Linked DNA regions of Sus scrofa: region 2 is linked to region 1. The links are chromatin contacts, called in public Hi-C maps. All regions are on one chromosome and are shown on one strand. Each heading gives the region's core, a stretch centred on a gene start, on an enhancer-like site or on the middle of the called end of the contact. The rest is flanking DNA. Distances are from core to core; before and after follow the strand shown. Region 1 overlaps EFTUD2 (116 kDa U5 small nuclear ribonucleoprotein component). Region 2 overlaps ADAM11 (disintegrin and metalloproteinase domain-containing protein 11).

What was found. A called contact is a pair of places that touch in the nucleus more often than the background predicts.
Region 2: a contact with region 1 is called in a Hi-C map of fetal liver, with 1.9 times the contacts expected there. The contact joins two enhancer-like sites. A contact is called at or near these places in 4 of 47 Hi-C or Micro-C datasets (embryonic fibroblasts, epiblast stem cells, fetal liver and 1 more).

Annotation. Positions count from the first base shown.
Region 1 is chr12:18,511,225-18,518,332 of Sscrofa11.1, reverse strand. It overlaps EFTUD2 (116 kDa U5 small nuclear ribonucleoprotein component), which reads right to left. Exons shown (of 28, transcript XM_003131332.4): 21 at 7,025-7,108; 22 at 6,700-6,826; 23 at 6,413-6,500; 24 at 5,226-5,344; 25 at 5,025-5,119; 26 at 4,428-4,581; 27 at 4,142-4,249; 28 at 3,340-3,798. The coding sequence ends at 3,703. HIGD1B (HIG1 domain family member 1B) reads left to right here. Exons shown (of 4, transcript XM_005668737.3): 2 at 1,294-1,456; 3 at 1,981-2,115; 4 at 2,752-2,900. The coding sequence ends at 2,816. Among named protein-coding and RNA genes, the nearest start is that of HIGD1B, 8.4 kb to the left of the region's middle. Within about 2 kb of position 3,477, at least 10 of the 83 cell types and tissues checked have an H3K27ac peak or open chromatin away from gene starts, as enhancers often do. A contact at or near this core is called in fetal liver, where this site is marked.
Region 2 is chr12:18,586,767-18,593,874 of Sscrofa11.1, reverse strand. ADAM11 (disintegrin and metalloproteinase domain-containing protein 11) reads left to right here. Exons shown (of 25, transcript XM_021066856.1): 3 at 6,156-6,232; 4 at 6,400-6,466. Among named protein-coding and RNA genes, the nearest start is that of ADAM11, 7.1 kb to the left of the region's middle. Within about 2 kb of position 2,499, at least 7 of the 83 cell types and tissues checked have an H3K27ac peak or open chromatin away from gene starts, as enhancers often do. A contact at or near this core is called in fetal liver, where this site is marked.

The DNA.
Region 1 (7,108 bases), core at 2,228-4,727:
TAACCCACTGAGCACGGCCAGGGATCAAACCCACGTCCTCATGGATACTAGCTGGGTTTGTTACTGCTGAGCCATAGCAGGAACTTTTCCACATTGTTTCTAAGAGTATTTGGGGCAGTATAACTTGGGGAAGAACCTAGGATCTCCACCCATCCTTGGCTATGTTCCCATGCCAGTTCTCCATACCAGGTCCATCGCTGACCCAGCCACTTACATCCACAGGCTGAATCGAGGTAAGGGCTCCCCTCCACCTGATCTTTCATTTCTTTCCAGTACTCGGAGCTCCAGCTTGGAACTCAGCAGATGGGGGGTTAAGATTGGTGCCCTGTCCTATCTCCTCCCCTCTCCCTTCCTGACTTCAAAGTCTCCATAAAGCCGGTCACTGCTTCCCTGACCCCAGAGTGGCAGCTCTATCATCAGCTCTTGGCCGTTTTAAAACAGCAGACGCTGAGCCCTTGCTAGGCTGCTCGCACCCCACTTTCCAGCCATCTCCCAGGGTAAGCGCTGGCATGCTGAGGACCTGTGGGGCCCACAGTTCCTGCTCCTCCAGGAGAGGGGGAACTAGGAATAGAAATTACCTCAAGAGGGGACTTTGTCTCATGCTTAGATCTGGAAGGCATCCAGCAGGCAGAACCCCTGATTTAAGGACCAGGACTCTGGGACTTTGTCTAGTCTGTGATCAGACATTTACAGGGGTTTGCAAAGTAGAGTAAGAGGGGTCCGCCACCCAGGGATGAGGCAGGGGGTTGGCAACTGCAAAGAACCTGGCAAGAGATGGACCTGGAGACAGGGGAGCCCCCAGGGACTGGAATTTGTTCTGTTAGCCTAATGTCCAAAATCTACATGAAATTATACACAAATCCATGTTTAATGGTCTCAATCTCTGGCTCTGGTGATTGGGTAACCAGTGCTGTCACATCGTCTGGGATGGCTCTGCAGTTTCCTTAGGAACAACCATCACAGACTCGAGGCCAGTGGGGAACCCAAGGCTAAAGGCCTGTTCCTCCCACCCTCGTGTGGATTTTTCCAGCTGCTTTTCTTGGCCCAAGGATCATACCCATAGAGACACAGATGGAAGAGGGGGAAGCAGAGAAAAGGGCAGAGTCAGAATGAGCTGGGGAAGAGACAGATGTTAAGAAGCAGCGATGGAGAAATGGTGCTAGTGGTCCAGCCACCGGAGACAGTCACCTGGGACATCTTTTCAAGCAGCGGCTGTGCCGGGCACGGTAAGACAGTCTCAGAGCAGCATCTTCCTCCTGCCCACCCGACTGAGAACTGGAGTTTGTATTGCAGGTGCCTCCTTCTAGGACTGGGCTGAAGCCTCAGGAGACCCAGCTGCTAACATCTGGGGGCGGGATCATGTCTAACAAAGGCTGGTGGGCACCACCCGAGGGCGAGGACAGCGTGTCTGAGAAGCTCCTGAGAAAGACCAGGGAGTCTCCGCTGGTGCCTGTAGGTGAGTAGGAAGAAGCGGGGGGAGTAGGGGGCCTTCTCTCGGAGAGGACACGTCTCCTAGTCCTTTCAAAGAATGAAGCACAGAACTCAAGTGGTCCTACCCACTGAGTAACCAACAGCAAAGGTGCCAAGGGACAAAGGGACACATGCTGACAATGAAACTAAGGGAGTCTGGGTGGGTGGAGATGGCAGCCAAGATGGGCACAAGTTTGGGGTCCCCCAGGGCTTCTTCCCCCCAGGCCCTGGGAGAGCAGAACAGCTGTGGGAGCTGGCAGTGGTTGGAGAAGGGCCGGGGCAGAGCTAAGAGGGATGGGAGAGTCATGACGATGGGCTGTTTGTACAGGGAGGAGGGTATTCACTTCACACTGAGAAGAAACAACTCAATACTCTGATGACAGCCCCTACCCACCCCCAAAGCAGCAGCACAAAGGCAGGTGATTATCCAGCCTGCTTAGTGAGGTGTCCCTCAGAAAAGCGATGTGCTTGGTGACTGGGGCCCAAGGGTCACGTTTTCTGCCTATTCAGGCTTAGGGGGCTGCCTGGTGGTGGCAGCATACAGGATCTACCGGCTGAAGGCTCGCGGTTCCACCAAGATGTCTATACACCTGATTCACACCCGAGTGGCAGCGCAGGCCTGTGCTGTGGGTGCGATCATGCTGGGTGAGTAGCTGGTGGGGTCACGGGAGAGTGGGGAATAAAAAACATTAGGCAAAATCTGGCTGTGAGTCCTGATAGTTAAGGGAGCAGAAGTTCAGTCCCTTTCCCCTCTACCAGGCTCCACACTGTGTTCCTGGTGAAGCCCTCGGCCCGAGATGAGTTTACTGGGCTCCCTGTTTATATCTCCTGTGTTCCAGGGGATGGCACCCAGTTGGTTTCATGAGTGTGTCCTAGAGGTGAGATAAGCCATGCAGCAGAACTTATGCTGAACTTTTCTGGATCAAAAGGCAGACAGCTACTCACTAGCTAGGCGACAGTGAACGAATCCCTTTCTCTGAGTCTGGGGCAATGGTCACACTCCGGCTCGCCTCCCTCACACACCGCAGGGAGGCTGCTCAGAGAATCTGTGAGAGGGCTTCGGGAACTGGCAGGCTGTTTCCCGGGCCATGTGGCCAGGTGTTTGTAGCAGCTGTTGAGACCTGGGGCGGAAAGCTGAGCAGGGAAGCTGGACTCTCCAGGGAACGGGGCATGTGTTGGCCCCTGGGAGCCTGCGGCTGTTACTCCTCTGGACACCTGGGAGAGCCCGAGGCCGGGCGGAGGTGCCAGGTCATGGGCTGTCTTTCCTTGTCCCCGACACAGGCGCTGTGTATACAATGTACAGAGACTACTGCAAGAGAGCAGCGCAGGACGCCGGGGAGAAGTAGGATTCCTCCCTGCAGGGCCCGGGGCAGCTGGAAGCTCTTCCATCAAGCCCTGGTATGCACCTAATAAAGTGGTTTTGAGGCAAATCAACAGTGTCTTCTTCACACAGGGGACAGAAGAGTAAGGCTGGTGGAGGGACTCAGAGCAAAGGGCTGGAAATCATAGTCCTGGCCCCCGGCTCCAGGGCACGGGAGACGCGTCAGGGGCAGGAGGAGGTGGAACGGACCTCTGATTCCATAGACCCAACCACTCCCAAGCGACCTCAGGACCCACCCACCAGGAGCGGGAGCTGGAGACAGTCCAGGGCACTCAATGCTGGTGGGAACACTGAATTAAGAGGCAGGCGTCCCTCCCCCTGCAGGCCGCCTCCCCGGGGAGCCAGGCCGGAAGAAGGCTACAGCTGGGAGCAAGAGGCAGTGAAGCCTCCTGGGGGCCAACATACATCCAGAACCCAAGTGCCAGGACGGGACTGTGCTGGAGGACAGGGCGGAGGGTGGGGATGAAAGTAACAGATCAAGGCAGAGGTCAGAATGTTCTGTTCACTTAAAAACCATGTCTAAGGTCAAACTTGTATTTAAAAAAAAAATCCTGAGGACAGGGCCCTGTGGGGCTCAAAACTTCCATCCCTGTCTCCTTCCCTGAGCCCAAGCTCCTCTCTGTTCTCCGGGAATGGAGCCAGGCAGAGGCCACAGTAGGGACCAGAAGGCCAAACACTCTTCCCTCTGGGGAGGGGCTCTGTGTTGGAGGCTTGGAGGCTCCTGGGTTAGGGACGACCGCCGCAGCGCCCAGACACACTCTCGCGACGTGGAGTCCAGGTCACACCAGGTCCCAGCTCGAGTCCAGGAAGCCGCCCCGCGCAGGGCACAGGAGCTGCCAGGAGTCCAGCGCTCACATGGGGTAATTGAGCACAACATCCTGCTTGGCGAGCTCCAGCAACATAGGATCATCGAAGAACTTGCTGATGCTCACGTCCTCACTCAGGCCCTGCAAAGTGGGGGCGAATGCAAGCAATGAGCCCGGGTGGCGGGGGACTGACCTGTGCTTGAGCTGGGGGTCAGGTCGGGGGGTGGGGGGGATGTCAGCCGAGCTTATTTCTGGAGCCCTGCCTTCAGGGTGTCATCAGGGGGAGAAGAAGGCTCTCCCTTCCTGGCCAGACTGGGCCTCAGGTCCAGCTGGCTGATGCCTACACAGACGGTGTCTCTCCATGCTGTGGGGTAAACTGCTCTCAGTCTTTAGAGAAAGGCCAAAAGGCAAGAAATGAACTGATCTAACTCCTGCCAAGACCCCTGGGGGTGAGGGGACGGCCATGGGCCCGAGGGGCACGTACCTTCCTGCGACGGGTTTTGATCATGAACTCTCGGGCCAGGTGAGGAGCTGGCTGTGGCTCCAAGGGGCGGATGACAATGCTCTTGTCCAGAGGATCACCGGGTACGATCTGAAAGGCAAAGTGGTTTCAGATGTTCCAGGCCGACCTCCCAGACTCAGGCCTAGAAGCAGGACTCTCCCCTAGGATGCTGGTAACCCCACTCAGGGCCCGGCAGGGGAAGAGGTCGGAAGGGACTGGCCCTGCAGAGGTGAGAGGCCACCCTGGGCAGCCAGTACCGTTTTCTTACCTGCCAATGGTGGAAGACAGACAAGGAAAAGGCCTGCCCCTGCGTGTGAGTCCGCAGATCAGTCTCGAAGCCAAAAGAGTCGATGGCCGGGATGAAAGCTTTGATGGTGTAGAGAGGGGAGCCAGGGATGGGAGCATCCTGAGTCACATGTCCCCTGAGACAGAAAAACAAAGGCTGAGTTCCCAGTCCTGCAGGGGTCAAAAGCAGAGAAGCGGCATACCCCCAAATGTTGACCATCAAAGAATCAGCACAAGCGTGCTAGAGAGGGCAGGGAGGGCCTGGGGCTCCAGCGAGTTCCCTGGGGAAGTCAAAGGGGCAGCGACCTCTGGGCAAGAGCGGAATGTGGACTGGACAGACACTCTCATCATGGGCACGTTCCCGTGCGTCCTCCAGGAACTGAAGAGGGGGCTCCAGGAGAAACCTCAGATTTTAAGCTGAGGTCAGGCTGGAGACGGCCTCCTTCCTTTCCTCCTCCCTTCTAAAAACCAGCTCACCAGTTTTCAGGACTGGAGAGTCTGGGGAGGCCAACCCCTCCCTCTCCCCCCAGCAGCTGAGCTGCCCCTCGCCGCACTCTCCCTAAGGCGTCTGGCTGCTCACCTGCGCCTGGCCAGGACGGTGTAGACGGCAGAGACACAGTCTGCAGGGGCCTGGACCTCTACAAAGTAGTAGGGCTCCATCAGACGAGGAGTGGCCTGCAAGAGAGTAAGAAGAAAGGGTTCCTGGATTAGAGAAGGCTGGGGACTGAGAACCTGGCGAGCGGACAGGCTGGGGGGCGACAGCCTGGGCCCATGCCCTTACCATGAGGAAGGCAGAATAGACAACTCTCCTGGCTGTGGGGATGATTTGGCCCCCGCCCCGATGCAGGGGCTCCTGGGCAACCACTGCATCCAGGATCTTAAACTTGACATTTCGAATCACTGAAAAGCAAAAAGGAGAGCTGACTTAGGAGTGGTTCTGGCAGTAGTCAAGGGCACAAGGGCAGAGCAGCACTGCAGCTGCCTCAGGGCCAAGAAAGAGCCCCCTGCAGATGCGCATTCTAGTAGCATATGCGGAGGTCAGAGGTAAGCAGATGCCCGCAGTGCTGGTTTTAGGCCACGCTCGGACAGCATAAAGTGTCCCTACACATTTTCTTTTGCAGATATTTAATTATATGGGGATACGATTAATTCTAGCAATTGTACATGTGTTCCTCCCTCAGTCCCAATCCTGGTCTATAAACCACTCCAATCCCATCTTCCTTTTTCTTTGTCTTTTTTTTGTTGTTGTTGTTGTTGTTGTTGCTATTTCTTGGGCCACTCCCGCGGCATATGGAGGTTCCCAGGCTAGGGGTTGAATCGGAGCTGTAGCCACTGGCCTACGCCAGAGCCACAGCAACTCAGGATCCGAGCCGCGTCTGCGACCTACGCCACAGCTCACGGCAACGCCGGATCGTTAACCCACGGAGCAAGGGCAGGGACCGAACCCGCAACCTCATGGTTCCTAGTCGGATTCGTTAACCACTGCGCCACGACGGGAATTCCTCTTTGTCTTTTTAGGGCTGCACCTGCAGCATATGGAAGTTCCCAAGCTAGAGGTCGAATCGAGCTATAGCCACTGGCCTACACCACAGCTCATGGCAATGTGGGATCCTTAACCCACTGAGCGAGGCCAGGGATTGAACCCTCATCCTCATGGATATTCATCAGGTTTGTTACTGCTAAGCCACTAGGGGAACTCGCCCATCTTCCTCTTGATACCCTTCCTCAAACACATCCCAGAAATGAGGAGCAAATGTCAAACTAGAGATGACGTCCATTTCTAGGAGGTACCAAGCGGCAGCAGGATAGGGAAGGAGAGGAAGCTGGCCCAGGACGTGGACTGGCCCTGTATGCCCCAAGCCACTTCTCCTGCCAGGTCCCAGAGATGAGCCCAGCCCACTACAGAGCCCCAGGTGCAAGGACCCTAGGGGACTGGGGTGGAGAAGGCAGAGGCGCTAGAGGACTTACACTCGTCACAGAGGGGCCCCTCCCTAGTTCCCCACTGGAAACCTTGAACGATGCTGTCCTTCACCGAGCCGAGAAGAGCCTTGTCCACCTGCACAAAACACGAGGGCCCTTCAGCAGTGACCCTGGCAACAGCCAAAGAGTTTAGAGGGAGGAGTGGGCAGGCACACCAGTCAAAGGGCACTCTCCTTCACCGGAAGATGCCGGATGCTCTCGGGGAAAGAACACCTTGTAGCTTCTCCCACTCGAGAGCTAGGAGACCGACGCGGCTCCCACCGCTCCCGCCGTACCTCAGAGGGCAGGGTGTCATCCACCAGGATGTTGGGGCCAGTGGCATCAGGGCCAAAAGCCCAGATGGAACGGGCAGCCAGCAGATCCCAGTCGTACTTGGTCTGGAAGAACTCGCCCAGCTTCTTCCTGGGGGAGGGAGGGGCCCGGGATGTCAGACAGTTCCGGGATTCACGGCTCCTCCACGGCTCTAGTCACCACAGCCTCGCCACACTGCACCCAGGACCGCAGAGAAGAGGAGGAGACCACACCGCTCCCAAGAGCGACGCGCTGTGGCGGAGAGCCCGCGGGGAAGCTGTCAGCGCGGGAACCCGAGCCCGTTCTCACCTGTTCCATGTGATCTGCACCACCTCGTTCTCTATGTCCTCGGCCAGGCCCTTCTCAAGGGGCTCAGCAATCATGGTGATCTTG
Region 2 (7,108 bases), core at 1,250-3,749, 77 kb before region 1:
TGATGCCTAGAACAGCCCTCTTAGCCAGTGCGCGCTGGCCTCGTGTTTAGGGGTACAGTGAAGAGGGGCACGGGGGACTCAGCCCTCTTTGCCACGACTCTCAACACTCACTTCTGCCCAGTTTAGAAGCAGGCTGGGCCTGAGAGATGGGGAAGCTTCTGGAAGTGCAGAAACCTGTGATCACAGGGAGCCTGCAGCTGGCAGATAAGGTGGCAGAACAAGCAGGGCCACAGTGTACAGTTGGACTGGTTGTTCACTGCACAAGCGTGCCTGGGCCAGTGGGCTGAATGATGTCAGAGAGCTCATGGGGCTGCGTGTGTTCTGAGGGGATTCTTGTTCTGATCCACACAAAGCTGCTGTGTGGGTTGTGCCTGCTGCTGGGAAACCCAGACTCCTTCAGAACCACAGAGAGGGTGGGATGTGGGAAAGGGAACAGGTGGATGGAGGGACCCAGGCCCCGGAGTCAGACCCACATCCCAGCCAGCTGGGGGAGGGACCTCAGTCACTGGGCTGAGCTCCTGTGAGAGCTGCCCAGGCCAGCATTTGCTGGCAACGCCACCTGGAAGCCCTTGACTGAGGGCGTGTGCTGCGGTGTTTGTATTTTCTTGATGTCAAGGGCTGGGGGGCAATTAGGCAAGGCTCGGTCCCCAGCCCTTGCAAGATGGCAGGCCCAGGCAGGGAGTCACAGGGTCTGGGCCTGGAGCCCAGTACCCCACTAGGGCCAAGACCTTGCTGTGGTTTCTGCGGCTAAGGTCACAGCTCTGCCCTAGGATCAGAGGCAGGAAGGGTTCCTGGGAGGGGGCTGGGGGCTGGAAGCCAAGGCTAGGATCTGCACTGGGCTCAGCTTGCTCCAGGGAGGGCTGTGAACCCCACCTGCCATGGAATTGAGCAGAGGGAGACTTCACGCAGGAAGCCCAGCTGCTGTTTGAAAGGCCGCACCCAGTAGCTTTGGGGCGGGACAGCCTCCGTGGGTCCCGGCTTCACTGCTTCTGACTGAGTGACCTGGGCGAGCCTCTGAAGCCTTCTGACCTTCACATTCCCCATCCGTGACATGGGGGTAGGTCTCCACCCGCTCAGGCTGCTGCCAGCATTAGACGAGATGATGGGTGTCGGGTGTCCTGCCAGGATCCAGCAAGAGCAGATGTTCAGCATCTGTGAGGCCCACTCTCCCTCCTGAGGGAGGCAGTGGGTAGGTGTGGCATGGAACTGGGTGTCAGAAACAGGAGCCAAGGCCTTTGGGGGTTACCTGTCAGGCTCTGGGCAGGTCGCAGTGGGGGCGGGGGAGGGGAGCAACGAGGCAGGCGTCTTGAGTCCGCCCCAGCCAGACTCTGGCCTGTGGGCTTGGCCTCGCATTAGCACCCTTCCTGGCTGCCTAGAGGGACCCAGCTGCCCAGTGTCTGTCCCCAGAGGGACAAATGACCCTGTAAGGAAGTGACTCTGTCCTCAGAAATTTAGGTCAAATCCCATTATCAGAAATTCATCCAACTGTTCTATCGGCGACTTCCGCTGTCCTGCTATACATGGAGCCTCAGCACATCTTGGGGGACCCAGGGTGGGGTGGGGGATTTCTCCCAAGTGGTCCCCCCAGCTTCTCTGGCTCCTCTCCATCTGCTGCCAGCAGCCCATGTGGTTTATCCAGTTCCTCAAGACCCCGTTCAGGGGAGTTCCCATCATGGCTCAGAGGTTAACAAACCAGACTAGTATCCATGAGGACGCGGGTTCGATCCCTGGCCTCGCTCAGTGGGTTAAGGATCCGGTGTTGCCCTGAGCTGTGGTGTAGGTCGCAGACAAGGCCCAGATCCCATAGTGCTGTGGCTGTGCGTAGGCCTGTAGCTGCAGCTCTGATTTGACCCTTAGCCTGGGAACTCCACGTGCCATGGATGCAGCCCTAAAAACACAAAAAAAGAAGGGCTTTCATTTAGCCTTCATGACAACCTCATTTTACTGGACGAGGAGACTGAGGGTAAGCAGCTCACTCGGGCCTCCTGATGCCTCTCCATTAATGTAAGTGTTGAATGCCCAGGCAGGAGAAGGGCAGGTGTAGCCTGAGCCCCAGGGGACTAAAGGCCACCCGTGTGAAGAGGTGAATCAGTGACCGAAGAAACTGACATGGCTGAGAGCCAGGAATGGAGAGGGGCCAACGCCCTGCGGGGTGGGAGGGCGCAGGCTTTGTGGATGAGGCTGTGGCCCGAGATGGAGGTTCGGGAGGAGGGGTTCAGGGTGACTGTTTGAGGGGAAGCTCCTGGATGTTCGAATTTTCTGGGCCATTTGGGAACCCGAAGGATCTTTGGGTCCCCCTTCCCGAGACAGTGGTTCTGGAGGTCCATGGTGGAGCCTTGGCACCTGTATTTGTGATTCTGGGATTTCAGTGCCTCCTGGCCTCTGCCCTCATATCTGGTGGGGGCCAGCAGGTGCCTGGAGCAAGGACTGGCTGGTGACAGGGAAGCCTTGGGGAAGGCAAAGTCACCGCAGCCAGGTGGCCACAGCGGCCTTGAGAGACAGAAAGTCCAGCCTGAGGGTGAGCCTTGACCCAGCTCCTCCCCAGCGTGGCCCTGGGCCAGTCACCTCCAAGTGTCTCTCCCGGAGCCTTGGCCTGGCGTTTAGAAAATGAGCACCAGACGGCCTGGGCCAGTTGAGGTCAAGTGAGCCTGAGCACCTGAGAGCTGATGGCCCGGGGACAGAAGGCAAGCGCAGGGCACAGGGTGGAGACCCGGGCGGCCTGTCACCAGCAGCGGTACAGAGGAGGGCAGCAGTCGGGACAGCAGGTGCTCCCCAGGGAGGGACTGAGGGCTCACGGGAGAGGTCAGGGTCTGGACAGGGCAGGAGGCGAGCCCGGCCGGAGCGGTTGGGCTTTGACAGAGCACAGACAGAAAGCTTGGCTGGGGGCGGGTGTGTGTGTGTGTGTGTTGGGCGTGGGGACTTAAGATTCGAATGCCAGCAGGAGCCCCCTCCCCAGGCACCTGGGGTACAGAGATCCCAGGGACTGAGGTGGATTTGCCTGATCTTTCTCTTCCTGCAGACAGAAGGTGTCCCCTTGTGTCCCCTGCTTTAGCCCAGGCAAACCTGCCCTGCCATCAGCTTTCCCTCGTCTTCTTCCCGGGCCTGCGTCCCAGCCCCAGCAGCTGTCCTCACACTGCCCAGTCGCTGCTCCTACCCGGCCTGAGCTGCGTCTTGCTGGGGAACCATTAGGACTTGCTAGGGAGGGAGGGGGATGTGGCCTTGGCAGGTGGCAGGAAGTGGGGGGGACAGAGAGGACCTGGTGTCTGCTCCCCACCAGTCTGGGCCTTCCCCTGAGTCGGGGTCACCTTGGTCCGCACAGAGAGAAGCCAGAGGGGTTTGCTCGCTGACCTCCTGAGTAGAAGAGATTCTGCAAGCCCCAGAGTTGGCTCTTCCAGAATCCCCCAGGCCCCGGACAACCCCTGCGGTGCAAGCCAGCCTCACAGCCTTGCCCTGGGCTGGTCTTACCCTTTCCATGGGGAAGAGCTGAGACTCAGACAGATTGCTGGATCATCCCCCGAGGCTGCCAGCCTGAGAGAATGGGATCAAGGCAAGGGGCCTGGCCAGGCTGCTCCCCCGGGTGGCCAGTGTGGGGTCAGGCATAGAGGCTTTCAGTGAGGGGGCAGAATGAACAAGCGGGCACAGACCCGAGGGCAGGGGAGGGCAGGGATGGTCCAGACCAAGGTATCAGGGACAGAGCTAGCCGGGGCAGGGGGAGAGTGGAGACGTCTGGGCCAAGGTGGGGAGAGGGAAGCAGTGACTCCTTGTCCTTGACTTTCTATTTCAAGTGTGATCGATGCTCTAGGGGCTCGGGATGGAGCTGGGAGCCTCGGGCAGCCCGGGACAGAGTGAGTCAGGGCCCTTGGGGCTCAGACGGCTGCCCAGCCAGGCTCTGACCTTGCACCCCGCCTCACCCTGTCTCCGAGGGCCCCTCACGGCCTTTGTGGTGAGAAGGCCCTGGAAGCTGATTCCCAAGGCTTGAATCCCAACTCCACCACTTCTTGCCGGATGATCTTGGCCTCAAAGCCAAGTTAGTTAGCTGCTCTCTGCCTCGGTTTCCCCATATGTCAGATGAGGATAACATTAGCCTCTATCCCGCTGGGTTTTTGTGAAGATCAAATATGATAAGATTTGTAAAGTATTTAGAACAGTGCCTGGCACATACTGAGCACTCGGTGAAAGTTAGAAATCTAGGAGGCTGGGAGTTCCCGTTGTGGCGCAGCGGAAATGAATCCGACAAGTATCCATGAGGATGGGGGTTTGATCCCTGGCCTCGCTCAGGGATCCAGCAGTGCCGTGAGCTGTGGTGTAGGTTGTGGATGTGGCTCGGATCCCGCATTGCTGTGGCTGTGGTGTAGGCCAGCAGCTGTAGCTCCGATTGGACCCTTAGCCTGGGAACTTCTATGTGCCATGGGTGTGGCCCTAAAAAGCAAAAAAAAAAAGAAAGAAAAAGAAAGAAATCTAGGTGGTTGATCAGGACACCTGCCAGCACCAGGCTATGGGATTTTTGAGACATTGTGGCTCCCCTCTGTCCTGTAGCCTGCTCCCCTCAAAAGAAAGGCAACAAACTTCCTCTCATGTGCACAGCCAGTGGTGGGACCCTCATGTGGGGATATGGATTTCGGTCTTAAATGAACTGTGGCTCAGCGGTAACGAACCTGACTATTATCCATGAAGATCTGGGTTCCATCCCTGGCCCCGATCAGTGGGTTAAGGATTTGGCGTTATCTTGAGCCACAGTGTAGGTTGTAGACACGGCTCAGATCTGGCATTCCTGGAGCTACAGCTCCAACTCCAATTTGACCCGTAGCCTGGAAACCTCCACATGCCACAGGTGCGGTCCTAAAAAGAAAAGATAAAAATGAATAGAAGAAGGCACCAGTTCCTTTTAGGCCCTTCCCGTGCTTCGAGATCTTTTCTTTCTTTCTTTCTTTCTTTTTTTTTTTTCTTTTTAGGGCCTCACCCTTGGCATACCAAGTTCCCAGGCTGGGGTTGAATCGGAGCTGCAGCTGCCATCCTAGGCCACAGCCACAGCAATGCAGGCTTTGAGCCGCATCTGTGGATCCTTAACCCACTGAGTGAGGCCAGGGATCAAAACTTGATCTTCATGGATCCTAGTCAGGTTCATTTCCGCTGAGCCACAATGGGAACTCCAGCTTCAAGATCTTTTGTAAGACTTGAGGCTTGGGGTAGAGACCCAGAAGCCGAGAAGGTGGACTCCCTGTCAGCCCAGAGACCCTCTTGCTCCTTCTTCCCTTGGGGTCGCTTTCCCTCCAGGCACAGTAGCTTCAGGTCTGGAGTCACTACCCACCCCCCGTGGTAGCTGGGCACCCAGGTCCGGGAGGGCAGCCATCTTGGTCAGGCCTGGTATGTTGCCATGACAACCGGGAGCCTCCCAGCCCCGCTCCAAAGGCCCCTCTGAAAAATTTATCAGGAAAACTTCCGTGTTTAAAAATTAACCATGGGATTGAAATATTAAAGATGAGCTGCTTTGGGCGAGGCAGAGGGCAATGGACTTGGGGATAGAGGAGCCAAGTTCTTTCTTCCTGTCAGGACGGCATCTGCCCATCACCCCAGCTTCCAGGGGCCCTGCACCCAACTCTAACCCATTCCATCCCTGTCTGCAGAGTACGTATGAAGCCTCCTCCATACATCGAGGCTGGAGCCAGGGTAGGGGGACAGGAAGGGAGGGGCCTGCGTCAGCAGGTCCAGGTCACAGTGCACCCCATCTCCTGCTTGGCCCTTTCCCATGATACCTCTAGGGGCCTCCCTTTAGTCCACCTGGGGGTGTGGGTGGCCCTGCCAGCAGGGGCAGGCCTGGTATGAAGCAGTGAGCAGGCCGAGCTGCCCCTCTCCACCCCATAGACAGGGCACCCAGGAGGCACCCACACCAGAGAGGGTGAGCTGGCACCAGAGAGCAGGGAGGCCTGGGCCAGGGGCGCACACTTCTGCCCCTCTCCCAGGACAGGAGCAGGGTCTTGGAGGAAGACGAGCTTGTGTAAAGCCTCTTCCCCCCAAACCAATGGTCCCCACAGCTGCTGGGGCTGAGCCATCCCCTCCCAGGGCTACTCCCTGTACTGGGGTTTCCCCTGCCCCCCAAGTCCCGCCTTCCAGTCTCCCCAGGTGACTCTGCTTCTGCCTTCCCCCTTTCCTCCTAGCCTGTCCACCTGGCCCAGGTGAGCTTTGTTATCCCAGCCTTCAACTCGAACTTCACGCTGGACCTGGAGTTGAACCAGTGAGTGTGGCCTTGAGTCTGGGGGAGGGCAGCGGGCAGCCAGCAAGGCATGGTCAGGGGCGCTGGGGGCCCGGGCAGGGGACCTGGGTCTGAGCTGGGGCAGGACCCCTGCAGGACCAGCCCCACTGGGACCCCCTCCTTCCTCCTGCCCGCTCTGTCTGTTTCAGTCACCTTCTTTCCTCACAATACGTGGAGCGCCACTTCAGCCGGGAGGGGACAACCCAGCACAGCACCGTGAGTGCCTTTGGAAAGGGACAGGAGGTGGAATCAGGAGTAGAGATGGGGTCCGGGGTATACTCCACGGCCAGGATGGAGTGGAGTCAGGGTGGCCCCGTGCTCCCCTTGCTCAGCTCCAGAGGGCTGACCCCCCTGTGGGCCTCTCTGCCAGTGTGGACCCCACCCCTGCTCCAGGCCCAGACTCCTCTGGGAGGGAGAAGTTGGGGAAATGCCTCTTGCTCAGCATCGAGACCCCAGGAATTCCTGGCTGCCTGGGACCCCAGGGTCCCAGCCTGGGAGGCCCAGGGGCCTGAGCAAAGATGAATGAGTGTCTATAAATAGCCTCGGCCCTCCCCCTCCAGCCTGTTCAGTAACTGGAGCACAAATAATTCTGCAGGAAGCAGAGGGGAGGGGGGCGCCGGTCCCCTGTAACCCCTGAACCCAGCCAGGAGGACACACGCTGCTCACACTTCCTCAGCCGAAGTGTGTCCAGGGGTGGCCCACGGGGCAGTAGCATCTCTGAACACACCATGTGAAATGGTGCTTGGTGTGTGTTGGGGGTGAGTCCGTAGCTTTCATCTGACCAAGTGAACAATCCACGGGAAGTGCTTAGAACACTGCCTGGGAGTTCCCATCGTGGCGCAGTGGAAACGAATCCGA